Linked DNA regions of Mus musculus: region 2 is linked to region 1. Evidence: chromatin contacts called from public HiChIP or PLAC-seq data. All regions are on one chromosome and are shown on one strand. The core of a region is the stretch at or near the end of the contact, and the rest is flanking DNA. Distances in the headings are between cores, read along the strand shown.

Region 1 (6,369 bases), core at 3,604-6,103:
CGCTCTGTCTGTATGTCTGTATATTGTCTGTCTGTCTGTTGAGTGTCATCTCCTTTTATGGAGACATTTTTGGATGCCCAAACATAAACCCTGAACAGCCATTCTTAACTCTCAGCTTGGTGGCACACCCCTAGGGCCTAAGGACAGTATGCAAGAAGGGGGGCTGATGATAAACTTGCTCAAGGTCTTCAGAGACCCAGAGTAGAGTCAAGATTCCAGAGCAGAGCTATCTCAAGCCTTCAAAGGTTTTTTTGTTGTTTTTGTTGTTTGTTTTCGCCCCCTTCAAAAAACATAACTTAATCTATTAATAGTGTTAGAATTTGGGAAACTTATCAACTATAGATTTGGACATCAAGAAAACACGTATCAGCAATTCCGTATTAAACTAAACTACAATAATGAATATTAAAAATAATCTGGGCCAGGTGATGGTAGCACATACCTTTGATCCCAACACTTAGGAGGCAGAGTCTTGAAGATTTCTGAGATGGGGGCCAGCCTGGTCCATAGAAACCCTGCCTCAAAAAAATGGGGAAAAAATATGGCAAAAATTGCAAATGGACTATAAGAGAGTAGACTTTATAATCCCCAGAGCCGCAAATTCCAAAGACTTTCAATCCCAGGGATTTACATTTTTCTCAGATTTTGTTGTTTTGATTGTATAGCACCTAAGTTTCTCAGACTTTGTTGTTTTGATTGTATAGCACCTACATTTCTTGGCTAAGCACAAGATTTCAGGCACCTGGCTTTAATCTCAGCAGGGTGGAGGCAGAATCTGTCAGTTCTCTGTGAGGTGAAGGCCAAACTTGGTCAAGAGATTTCAAGAAAGTCCAAATCAACTAACATTTGCTGGCCATCTGAAACTCTAACCATTTGAGCTGTTACAGAGAAATCTTTAAAGGTATGTTCTCTGAACAGTCCCACCAGATGTGAAAGTTGCAGCTCTCTGTAGACTTTGACAATTTACTTTTTGAGACAAAGACTCATGTAAACCCAGCTAGCCACACTTTAGGCTGTAGCCAACACTGGTCTTGATCTTACTGCATCTACCTCCCCAGTGCTACAACTGCAGGCATACATCCTGAGACCTGGCTATGTAGTCATGCTCTAACCAACCACACATGGTCCATTGCCACACAGCTACTGGATAAGGAGGAGAATGCTGTCTCTTTCCAAGCCAATGGCTACTACTTGATTTTGGATCATACACACAATGTTACCTCTTTGGATACCATAAAAATGCTAGGTAAGGGGCTAGAGAGAAGAGTCTGTGGTTAACAGTGGTTCTTACAGAGGACCTTGGCTCAGCTTCCAATAACGACATGCTGGCTCACAACCACATGTAAGTCCAGTTCCAGGGGATGTGACACCCTGTTCTGACCTCCATGAACATCAGACATGCATGTGGTACATATTCAAGCTAAACATTCATACACATAAAACAAATTCCAAACAATGTGATGCCAATTGAAAAGTTTCTTCAAAGACATCTCTGAACTTTTGAGTTGTTGGCTCTATTGGTAGCAAAGAACACATTAAAATATTCATCAATGAATTCAAAAGCTCACAGACGACACAGCCATGCTGATAAGATAGCCAATGAATTAAAAAGGTTTCCCCCAGAATACTAGGAAACACAGATCTGTGGAGTGTTGTCACTGAAAAGATACAAACATGGAATCATCTGATAGAGGTTTAAAGCACTACAAACACCTAGATTCAAGATTGTCTTGATCATTTTCTCAGCTTTAGGGTAGGGCAAGGCAAGACATGATAAGCTTATGGACACATTCTATGGATGGGTTCAACTCAAGCTTTTAGAGTGATTGCAGGGCTTTCTGGACAGAAAGAGATATGAAAAAAATGTCCTAAAGATTAAATAGATGGTTTCAAGATTCCTCAGGTCCCAAAGAATCAGGAAAACCCTCACCCAACATTTATATACAGTTTCCCTAAGTGTTCTGATCTGATTGAGTGCAGGTGCATACAAAGGGCCCAAAGAGGACACTAGTTCCCTAGGGAGCTGGAGTTACAGGCAATCTGTAAGCTTCCTGATGTGGGGGCTGGAAACTAAACCCAGATCTTCTGGAAGAAGCAGACTGTGCCATTTCTCCAAGCCCTAAGACCGTCCTAATGACATATACCATTCTCCACAATTTGTCATTAACATGTGCAAAAGGAAAAAAAAATTGCACAACAGCAGCTACTGCAGAACATAGAAGTTGTAGTCATAGTTCCAGAAGTGACAGCCATATGTGGTTCCTAAACTGTGACTCAGAACTACTAAACATCCATTTTGGGAAAAACCAACATGTTTGACAACACTGAAGTACACTTCTGGAAGTCAACACATCTATAAATGTGTTTACAGGGCAAACACAAATTGAGAAAAATATTTGCAGTATGAACAGATGTATGCCAACCCAACGGCCTGGAGGAGGTTTTTATAAGTAGAAAAATGCCAATATCCCAAGAGGAAAATGTGATGCTACACTGAAATAAAAGGAAAACTATCCCGATGTAGTAGCACATGCCTTTAATCCCAGCACTTGGGAGGCAGAGGCAAGCAGATCTCTGAGTTCAAGGCCAGCCTGGTTTACAGGACAAATTTGAAGATAGTCAAGGCTACACAAAGAAACCCTGTCTCAAAATGAAAAGAAAACAAGAAAAGGAACTAGAAACCCATGTGGGGTACTTGATAACATTTGCAATCCTAGAAATGGAAACATAAATACCAAGATTGCACTCTTCACCTATAAAGCTGGCAATACTACTTCCTTTTAAGGGTGTTAGAAAGACGGTAACACAAGAGCCAGTTCTGGTCTGCTTAGTTTGACTAAGGCGTTTTGGAGACCAAAGTTCAATATTTTTAAAAGAAACTTTTGCACCACTAATTGTGATTTCCAAGGACTTTATCCTAAGGAAACCTACCTTGCAGACAAAATTTTAAAAGCGATTAAGGGTTGCAATAGCATATTTAATTACAGTAACTGAAAATGAAAAGATCAGCTTGTAAAACAAGGTTAAGTAAATCGACACGTGTATAGAATATAATGTGTAACACTTATTAAGATTTTGAAGGCTTTATATAATGGGGGAATTTTCATTATAGTTTACAAAGGGGAGAAAAAGAGAAATGGTGGGATTGACTCTTATTTTCCTGAATGTATCAAACTGTATACATCAGCGGTCCATTCCGGTTGAAATCAGAGCTCTCAGGGTTACTAATCAACATGCTTCTTAAAAGCTTAATTCTTGTAACTCTAGTTTCCAAAAAGTCTACAAGAAATTTATCCAGAATTTCACAATCCTAGCTAAACCCTACAAAAATTATCCTTGAATTCCTAACGGTTAATTAAAAGGTACAGACCTCTCCCAAACACAATTTGTTTCCCACATAAATCTAGTTTTTAAAAGGAACAGGTGAGGGGCTGGGGCAGCTATCAATGATAATCCAGGTGTTTGGTATATACAAAACTCTTCGCTCCATCCATTGAACAAGGGGGTGGGTCACGGGGGGGGGGGGCCGGGGCAGTGGAGAGAGGGTTCAGGTGAAGATCGATACAACATTTTAAAAGTATTTTAAACTAAATTCTATGCCTTTTTTAAAAAAACAGGGCAGGAACAGGTTTTCTTGCATAACTTTTCTTATCGATACAGTTCTTGAGAAATAAATCTGTAAACAAGAAGTTTAAACACACCCACACAACAGAGTACAGATTGCCCTAAAGGGATTGCTGGAGAGAACGGGGATGAACTATTTAAACTGATAACCTATTTGTAAAACATTCCTTACAGAGGTCATATGTTTAGCGGGGGCCCGACCCCACCTCTTTTTTGCCCTCCCACAAGTTGTCTCCGGATCCCCGGAATCCACTCCCACCCCCACCGCGCTGTGATTTGATACCTTGATTGAACTCCAATCACCTGGCAGAACATGAAAGCTCGCTTTCCTCCTGTTTTGCCTAAGACTCTGGTTTTAAGACAAACAAAATACACTGGATTTCCTCTGGTAGAACACAAGACAATTTAAAAGTAGCATTTTGCAGAGTGAGTGCCAGTATGCAAGCTATGTTTACAATTCAATGTGTCACTTTTACAAGTGAAAAGTGAACAGATCACCCTAGTTGGGGGGGGGGGCGCAAAGACTTCGCGGAAATTCGAGCTAAGTCCTCTATTGAGTAATCAATACGGCGACCCTCAACGTGGGCTTTCCCTTAGAGTTTGTAAGAACCCGCAGGCTGCAGGGAGTAAAACCCGCATGAGGACCTGGGGAACTGCACTAATTCCCTTTCTCCCATATTTTCTGCCCTGACTGCTTAGTGGGAATGGACCCCGGCAAGTCGCCCAGCCGGAAGCCTGAGGCTGCCAGGTCCAGAGCCAGAATCCAGCGCTTGGTGGGCGGCTTTCCACCGAGGATGCAAACTTGACAGTTGTCCTTTATCCACAATAAACCCACCGCCTCGGTCACTTTCAAGGTGACAGCAACTGCAGCCCGCTGTCCTGCAGGAGCCCCGCGGGTCCCACGTGAGCTCAGCCTCCCCACTCCTCCTACTTTGAAACCCACTAGGACACCCGCCCCCCTCCCCGGAAAGCCAGTCCGGTCACCGTGAGTGCGTTGCAGTCGCCGCTCCCCAGCTCCTCGTTCTCCGGAGGTCCCCACCGCGGCCGGGATGGGCGACGGAATGGGATCCACTCCGCGCTTGCCCGCAGAGCCGGGGAGCCAGCCCTGGGGGGAGCCACGGCGTTCTGCACCCTCGGCGGGTCCTGCCTTGGAGACGTCTGTACCTGGGGCTTGCAGATCGACCCCAACCCGCACCAGCACCCTGGCGGCCAGGCGGGAACCGGGAACCCGGAGCCCGGGCGTCCCAGCCTCCCCGCCCCGGGCCGCCAGGGGGAGGAGCGAAGGCGGAGGATCCTGGGCTGGGTGGCCTCGCCCCTCGCCCGCGGCGGCTCCTAGAGCCCAGACAAAGGCCAGGTTGCGGGGGGGAGAGGGGGGCAGAAGGGGCAGTGCCCCCCAAAAAAACTAACCTGAGAGACGAGCAGGGGTTCCTTGAGGCACGATGACTCCCGCGGAGCTCCACTACGGTCGCCAGCCGGGTCGGGCTCCCTGGCTAAACGTCAACATAAGCCACAAGCCCCGGGCGTACGTCCTGGATCGCGCTGCACCTGTTGCCACGTGTGTCGCAAAGCCACCGCTGCTGACTGCGCGCTTGGCTGGCTGTCCCGCGCGACCCCAAACCATTCACGTCCTGGTGGGAAAGCTAAGCTCTGCCAAGCCCAACTTTGGGGCCCCAGGACCGTCGGACAGGCTAGCTAGCCAGAGGGAGGATTGGCTCCTCCTGGGTCCCCTCGCAGCCAGAATTCCCTGTCCCGCGAAGGGCTTTGGAGTTGGGAGGTGGGGAAGTTGCAGGCTTATCAGCGTAAGGGTTTATAAGGAAGCAGCACTGATTGTTCTCGGAGAGTCCCACCTGCGCCCTATATTGTCTTCAGACTTCCGAGCAGATTACTAGCGAGCACCTATTAAAGATTAAAGAAACCAGCACTCCGACTGTTAGAAGTTCAGATGGGGGTGGGGTTGGGGTAGTGGGAGAAGCTAGGAAGAGAAGCTAGGTCTGGCCACTTGAAAGCCAAAGTCCTTGTTCTTGAATCAAACTGAGGAAATTTCAGCCTCCACTAAGCATATTTTAATATAAGGTTTTTTCCCTAAAGATTGATAGCCTGCTTGTAACAGATAAAAACATTCCTGAACATGTCAGACAACCCAGAACTCTAAGTTTAATGTATGCATGTGTGTATACATATATAAAACTACGTGGCCTGGGATTGCTGAAAAAGCATTTTCAGTACATTTCTTGGAGCGCAGAGGCGGGGGACGGGGGTGGGGGTGAGGGAGCAGAAGCAGCATTTCAGAGGTTGCCTATACCACGAATGCTGGATGATCTAATAGCTTTGCTGTTTATAGCTTTAAGTGCTTTCACGTGAACAATGATCCATTCTTCGCTCACAAGTAGACCCTGCTGTAAATAGGTTAGATTATTATCTCTATTATTTGAGTGAGGCAACCGAAGCTCAGAAAAGCCAAGTGACTTGCACATGGTCACACTGTGAGGGCAGCCAAGGCAGGCACAAACCCAGCCGAGCAGGCCCGACTCCCCCTTTTTTTCCCTCCATATTCCAGTAGATAACACCTCTTGCTTATCTTTGAAATCCCTGTCGTAATATCAACTCTGTCTGACGTTAGGAAAAAAATCATGTGACTAGTTTTAAAGTGGCACAGCATTAAAAACCATCGGACAATTCTCCCTTGAGCAAAAGGCACCCAACAAAACAAAACCAAAAAAAAAAAAAAGCCCCGGATGTTTTTTT
Region 2 (6,599 bases), core at 2,575-5,074, 210 kb before region 1:
TTTTATTATGCTCGGAGGGCCAACACTGTGGCTACCAAGTCTTATGAGTTAGAAGAGAAATATACACAAAACTTTAGTCCTGATACATAACGAAAATAATCAGCTGTTTTTGAAGTATGCCACCGCAAGATCCCACAACTCAGATTCTCATTTCAACTGCTATCACACGGACTAGTCACTTTGGCATTGATCTTCAGAAAGTTCCTCTGTCTGTCTGATCACTAGAAAATACTTGATAAGCAGATATGGAGATGGTTTGGTGGTGGGTAAGAGCACTTCTGTGAAGAGAAGCACCCAAGAAGTAGTTTCCAGCACTCATGTTAAAGCTAGACATGGCCAGATGTGCCTAGAATCCCAGAACTGGAGGTAATGTTCTGGGTGAGGCAGGCAGATCTTAGGAAGTCCCTAATCTATCCTAAATGGTAATCCTGGGTTCCATGAGAGACTATCTCAAAAATAAGGTGAGAAGATAGAAAAGAGCACTCGCATGTTCATCTGCCTTCCAAATGCATGTGCACAGGAGTGTGCCCTTCTATAGCACACATGCACATGCACACAATGTATGTGATAGGAAGAGAGAGTCATTTTGGCCCATGATTTCTAAGGTTTCAATCCATGGTCACTTGGTTCCGTTTCTGGGTCTGCACATCATGGAAGAAAGGTGTGGTAGAGGAAAAGCTGCTACAGGCAGCCTGGAAGCTAAGAGACAGAGCAAGGGGCAGAAACAAGCAAAGACATCCACAATGACCCACTTCCTTAACCAGGCTCCACCTCCTAAGAGCCTGTTCAGCTATGGACTTCTCAATAGATTAACCCCGTTGCTAAAGTCAGTACCCTGGTGATCCAGTCAGTCTCAATAGTACCAATACTTAGAGACGAAACCTTGAGTGCATTAGCATTTGGGGCCATGTAAATATCCAAGAGTAACAGCTTACGATAATTGGTGGTTAGTATGGAAATGAAAAATTTATTAACTTTTTCAGCCTAGTAGATAAACATTTCCCAATAATAAGTCTACCTATTAAAGGGAAGGAAAAGGTCAAAGAGTTTCTTAACATGATCCTAAGACATCTAAAGTATAGGTCTCTTGGGACACCTTGTTTAATTGTGAAGTTCTTTTGTGTAGCTCGCTAGTTCCTACTGAGTCTCCCCCAGGGAGGAGAACAATTGGTTATCAAATAGCCCTGAAAATATACAAGTGACATTATAAAGGCTGAACAAGACACACACACACACACACACTTGTATGTAACAATAATTATTAAATAGGTATCAAGTCTCTTCAGTAAGGCTTTGTTTTGTTTGTGATGGTCCACTATGTTGCCAAGGGTAGCCTTGGACTTGGGCCCAAGAGACCCTATTATTTTCCGCCTCCTGAATAGTTAGTCTGTAGGTGTGTGCCCTTCTGTGTCTAAGGCCTCAAAGTCTGCATTGCTGAGGGATTATGCTACATCTCCATATTTCACAAAGTAACTTAAAGATTTCTCCAAAACACACAAAAATAATCCCATCGGCCCATGTCGTAGTTAGGGTTTTACTGCTGTGAACAGACACCATGACCAAGGGAACTCTTATAAGAACAACATTCAGTTGTGACTGGCTTACAGGTTCAGACGTTCAGTCCATTATCATTAAGGTGGGAACATGGCAACATCCAAGCAGGCATGGAGAGGCAGGTGCTGAGAGATCTACATCTTCATCTGAAGGCTGCTAGTGGAAGACTGACTTCCAGGCAGCTAGGATGAGGGTCTTAAGCCCATGCCCACAGTGACACACCTACTCCAACAAGACCACACCTCCTAAGTGTGCCACTCCCTGGGCCAAGCAAATACAAACCCATTACCTCCATTTGTCTTTTAATGTAGGTCAAAGTAGAGAAGTATTCAAAAACACTGTCCTGCCATTCGAAGCTTTCTAGTAGTAGCTTATAGACACTATGTCAAAACTTTCAGATTTCTTTTCGATGCACTTAAGACAGGAGCAGCCAACTGGAAGACAAAGGCCATCCAGGCAAACTCAAGGCTACCTGTTGTTCCAAATCAAAGAGAAACTGTCATGGTTCGGGGTTCTATTATTCTCTAATCAGTGATTCTCCAAGATGCCAGAGTCTTCCCCAAACTGCTCATGTGTAAGCACCAAGAGTTTCACAGCCCAAGAAAAGTCAGGCTTGCACGACAAATGTTTCTGAAGTGGCTTACATTGACATGAGGGTATGTATATAAACAACTCGTAAGAGGCACTCTTTGGATACACAGGAAAACATGAATCACTGAAACTCTGCAGCAGAGGTAGGAGAGGCAGCGGCAGGCAATCTTAGACCAGAAGTTCCTGCTTTTTAGTTCCCCTGTCATTGGATGGCTTTTGCTGCAAGTATGCAGCCGATAATGGTACGTCTTTATCACCTGATGCTTCCTGGCATTGAAAAGGTCATTTCTTTTTGCCTCATGGAAATTATGTAGCTGGGGTCCTTGTCTTACCCTATGTTACCTTTGATGACTGACTTGGGGAATAGCAAAGATTTTGACATTGCTTCTAAGAACCCCTCAGAGTACGCTGGCAGAAATATGCGCCCAATGGAGTAGAAGCGGCATTAGCAGTAGTTATTTTAAGTAGACATCTTAGTGTTTTCTATGACTAAGATTCTCATTGCTCCTGTTTTGACAAGCACGGGGGCACCCACCTTTAGTTCCAGTACTTGCAGGGTGCAGAGGCAGGTGGATCTCTGTGAGTTAGAGGCCTCTCTATGGTGTGTTCAAGGACAGCAAGGGCAAAGTAGAGAGACCTCAAACAAATAAGAAATGTCTGACTTTAAAAAAATAATAATTTTGTAATCCGTCTTGATTCTATTTAGATGGAAGATTATTTTGAGAAGTTAAATGTCTTTATTTAGGGAACAAGCAAGGAATGCCCAATATTTAGTTTTTTTTTTAAGTTTATTTTTCTAAGCAAATTCTTAATAGTGTGCACTAGTTTGAAGGGATTTTTTTTTAACTAAGTAAGACCAAAAGGAGCAATGAGAATCTTAGTCATAGAAAACACTAAGATGTATAATTAAAATACTATTTAGAAAACAATCCATGGGCAAAAAAATAAAAACCATATAAGAGAAGGACTAACATTTCACTCTGACTTTTGATGGCCCAGGACTGCTAATAATGCTCTTCTCCTCCATTGGGCGCATATTTCCTCCCAGCGTACTCGGAGGGGTTCTTAAAAGGCCTTTCTAGACTTAGGTCCACACTGACAGCCCGCTCTACCGCAACCGGAAGTCCAGTTCTTTCCCCATACTGTTCCCGCTATCTGCTTATCCTCCCGTCTCCTCTCTTCTCTCTGGTTCTCCATTTGTTAAGCTCATACAAGCAGTTGCTGTGAGCCCCTCTGACTGCAGACAGGCAGCCCCGTCCCTCCCCACTATGACAGCTCCTTCACCTGCATAAGATGCGCAGGTTCATCAGGTCCAGGACTAGATGCGCTCTTACCCTGTCTCTGACCAGGCCTAAAAGGAGCAGCCACAACCAACAATATTTTTTAATGCGATAGCAAACCCATTTTTTTTTTTTTTTTTTTTTTTAGTGCAAGTAAGAGAACACCTGGGGACCAAGAGAAACTTAAGACGCACTTTTTTGCTAAGAAGCAAGACCCTACCAGAGAAGGTGGACTGATTCCTGATTCCATCATCTAGGTCACCTTAGGCCTTCCTAGTCATTTGTCTTCCCAGTGCTTGGTAATAGCTCTATCCGTCACCACTCCACCAGGGGGCAGAAGAGATCACATTACACAGGGGAAAAAAATTTTTTTTAATCTTCTTTTTTTTCCCCCAAATTGTGTTTCCCCCAGTGAAACCGAATCCTCCAGCTGTGGTGTCCCAGGCGCCGCCTCCCCTCTGCGCCCCTGCCCTGCCCTGGACAGCCTGTCGCGCCGTCTGCAGTCCTGAACTATTCTGCAGGTCACCAGCCCTGAAGATGAAGTTTTGGCTGCTGCTCGGACTTCTGTTGCTACACGAAGCGCTGGAAGATGGTGAGTGACTCTGGCTTCTGACCGCCTTCGCCCAGTCCGAGATTCTCTCAGCAACTCCTCTAACTTTTGGCCATAGGGATCGTCCCCAGCGCTGGTCACCTTCCGGTGTACCTGGCTCGTCCTAGAAGGGTCCCCTTTCTTCTTTTCCTTTCCCCCATCGCCCTGAAGAACTCCTGTGAAGGCGGCGGTTGCACTGACCGAAAGAGCCTATCAGGACTTCTCTAGCCTTATCAGAAAGCCACAGGCGATCGAACCGATCTACCCCATCTTCCCCAGACGGAGCCTGGTCCAGCCCCCTGTGTCAACGTGTCGGTCTGATGGCGCGCCCGCAGTGGCTCGCTTCCACCTTTATACGACCGATCCTCGCCCTGGACTATTGTAGCCGGTGCCACCTAAGCAAAGAGATTCTTGTGGAAAATTCCCTGTGTGTCTTCCTTCCCCATTACAGTCTTGTTTTGTTTGCTTGTTGTTGTTGTTGTCGTTGCTGTTGTTGTATACCAATCTGAACTAAAATCCTGCTAGATTTGCCTAGGTCTTTTAACAACAACAACAACAAAATGCTGCACTAAACCAATTTAAAAAAAAAAAAAAAAAAACTAGACCGCAGTTATATTTTCCGTATAAATAAGAGGATGGATGGAAACAAAGCCTACTTTTTTTTTTTGTAGCACATAGGAGGGCCTTGCATCATTTAATTTTTTAAATTGCATTTAGTGTGTGTGTGTGTGTGTGTGTGTGTGTGTGTGTGTGTGTGTGTGTGTGTGTGTGTGTGTGTGTTTGGGAGTGTGTATGCTACAGCAGACTTATGAAAATCAAAAGGCACCGTGCAGGGGTGAGCTTCCTCCTTGCGCTATGGTAATGAAAAGGAGCCACTTCACCAACCACTACATCACTTTAAAAAATGTTTATTTGAGATGTGTACCTGCCCTAGGTCCATCCTGTATTGTAGACAGATAACCGTAGGATTAGGCTTTATTACGTGTGTGTGTGTGTTTGTGTGTGTGGTTTTTATACACTATACATTTTTTTAAGTACATATCACTGCTAATTATTTTAATTTAATTAATTATTTTATTTCCTGCATCATTTATTTAATCGTTGCTGTTTGCATAGTACATCTGGCGACCGATCTCAAGGCTTCCTTAAAATTCCTCAGTTACTGCCACAAATGTGCTCCTTAGATTTGGTTGAAAAGTGTCTTGCTGTTATGCAATCCCATGCTGGAGCCGGCTCAACCTGGCTTGGGACTGATCCACTCATCAATCCCGACCCTTCCATCCGGGTTTCCATTCTCTAAAGCTACAGTCCTCTGCCTCGAGTATGCAGACGTTCAAGGTGGTGGTGGCTCATGACACTGTGCACGAGGCTCCTTAAGGACAGACTCTGACTGAGTAAATAAAAAAGTGTAAGCAGAGCCTCTGGGGGAGGGGAACAGCAGTTCCCCTTTGCCCTGAGCTCAGTCTGCACAACACGGTATTAAATCGTTCCTGGCAGGTCCTTGTCTCTGACTGCTAAAATGGTGGGGATGCAGTATTTGGAGTCATTTTTGAATAGAGCAGAAGACGGCCAGACAAAACAACTTCAAACAGTCCATTGGAGTTGGAGTTGGAGGGACTCAAGTTGGAGCCGGTTGGAAAGGCTTGAGATTGACTTCAGCCAACATAGGTCGGAGTTTGTGAAGTACGGCAGACATCTGTCTAAATGAATTAGCATCTATTTAAATAAACTTCTACTCCTACAAGCAATAAGTATTTATGAGACAAAGAGGAATATGGGTCAAATATTTAATAATTAATAATAGGTAAATGTGGGTCTTGCCCTTATACTTACAGACACATATGATATGATATGTGTGTGCATATATATATTTATATGATACATATATGTAATATAATATGCCATTGACAAAATGTTAAACATACTGAAAATTAAACTGACTCCATTAAGTTATTTAACTGTTTTCCTAACCCTTTCAAGAATTTTTGTCATTAGTTTTGAATCCTGATGTAGTGACAGGAAGAGCGCAGGGACAGCCAAAGAGAGCAACTATTCATGCCGTCCTTCCAGTGCTGAGATCTGATTGGCAGGTCAGGTTGCATCCCTCAGCCCCAACTACAGGCACAAGCTGTGACTGTAACTGTCCCTGAGCCTGTCCACTTTGTGATCATATTTGGAAGACAGCCTCAGAGGAAGAGCCTTCGCTGCAAGCATCCACGGAGTAGACATCTGTCCTAAGCAGTGGCATTTGTCTTGCCCAATTCTAAAGTTTTTGAGAAATAATGCTATTTCTCTTTATAATGGGAAGACCTGAAGGACCACACTGTCTACCCATTTCGTGAACTGAAGGCTTGAAAACAGTGAATAAATAGGCCAAGACCCCAGTTAGTGAGGGACTGCTCCCAGGACCCGTTCTGTCCAGTGGTGCACTGCCACGTCCACACTTGAAAGTATAAAACTGCAGTCACCTACTGACCTCCTATCACCTACGTACGCATATTTAATGTGACAGTCAAGTGCTGAGATACGCATATTGATCCATTAATGCATCTCCATTTACCTACACAAGCCCCTTCATCCAATAG

The links. HiChIP or PLAC-seq counts read pairs in DNA pulled down with a chosen protein or histone mark.
Region 2: a contact with region 1 is called in an H3K4me3 HiChIP or PLAC-seq map of embryonic stem cells, with 14 read pairs. The contact joins the promoter of Pdgfrl here to the promoter of Mtus1 in region 1. A contact is called at or near these places in 4 of 39 promoter capture datasets (the C10 cell line, cranial neural crest, liver and 1 more), 1 of 484 Hi-C or Micro-C datasets (nephron progenitors), 4 of 115 datasets of contacts at active chromatin or transcription factors (bone marrow-derived macrophages, embryonic stem cells and pancreatic cancer cells) and 2 of 9 other capture datasets (adipose tissue and liver).

Annotation. Positions count from the first base shown.
Region 1 is chr8:41,128,873-41,135,241 of GRCm38.p6, forward strand. Mtus1 (mitochondrial tumor suppressor 1) reads right to left here and starts at 4,854. Exons shown (of 14, transcript NM_001005863.2): 1 at 4,609-4,854.
Region 2 is chr8:40,922,409-40,929,007 of GRCm38.p6, forward strand. It overlaps Pdgfrl (platelet-derived growth factor receptor-like), which reads left to right and starts at 3,825. Exons shown (of 6, transcript NM_026840.3): 1 at 3,825-4,017. The coding sequence starts at 3,963.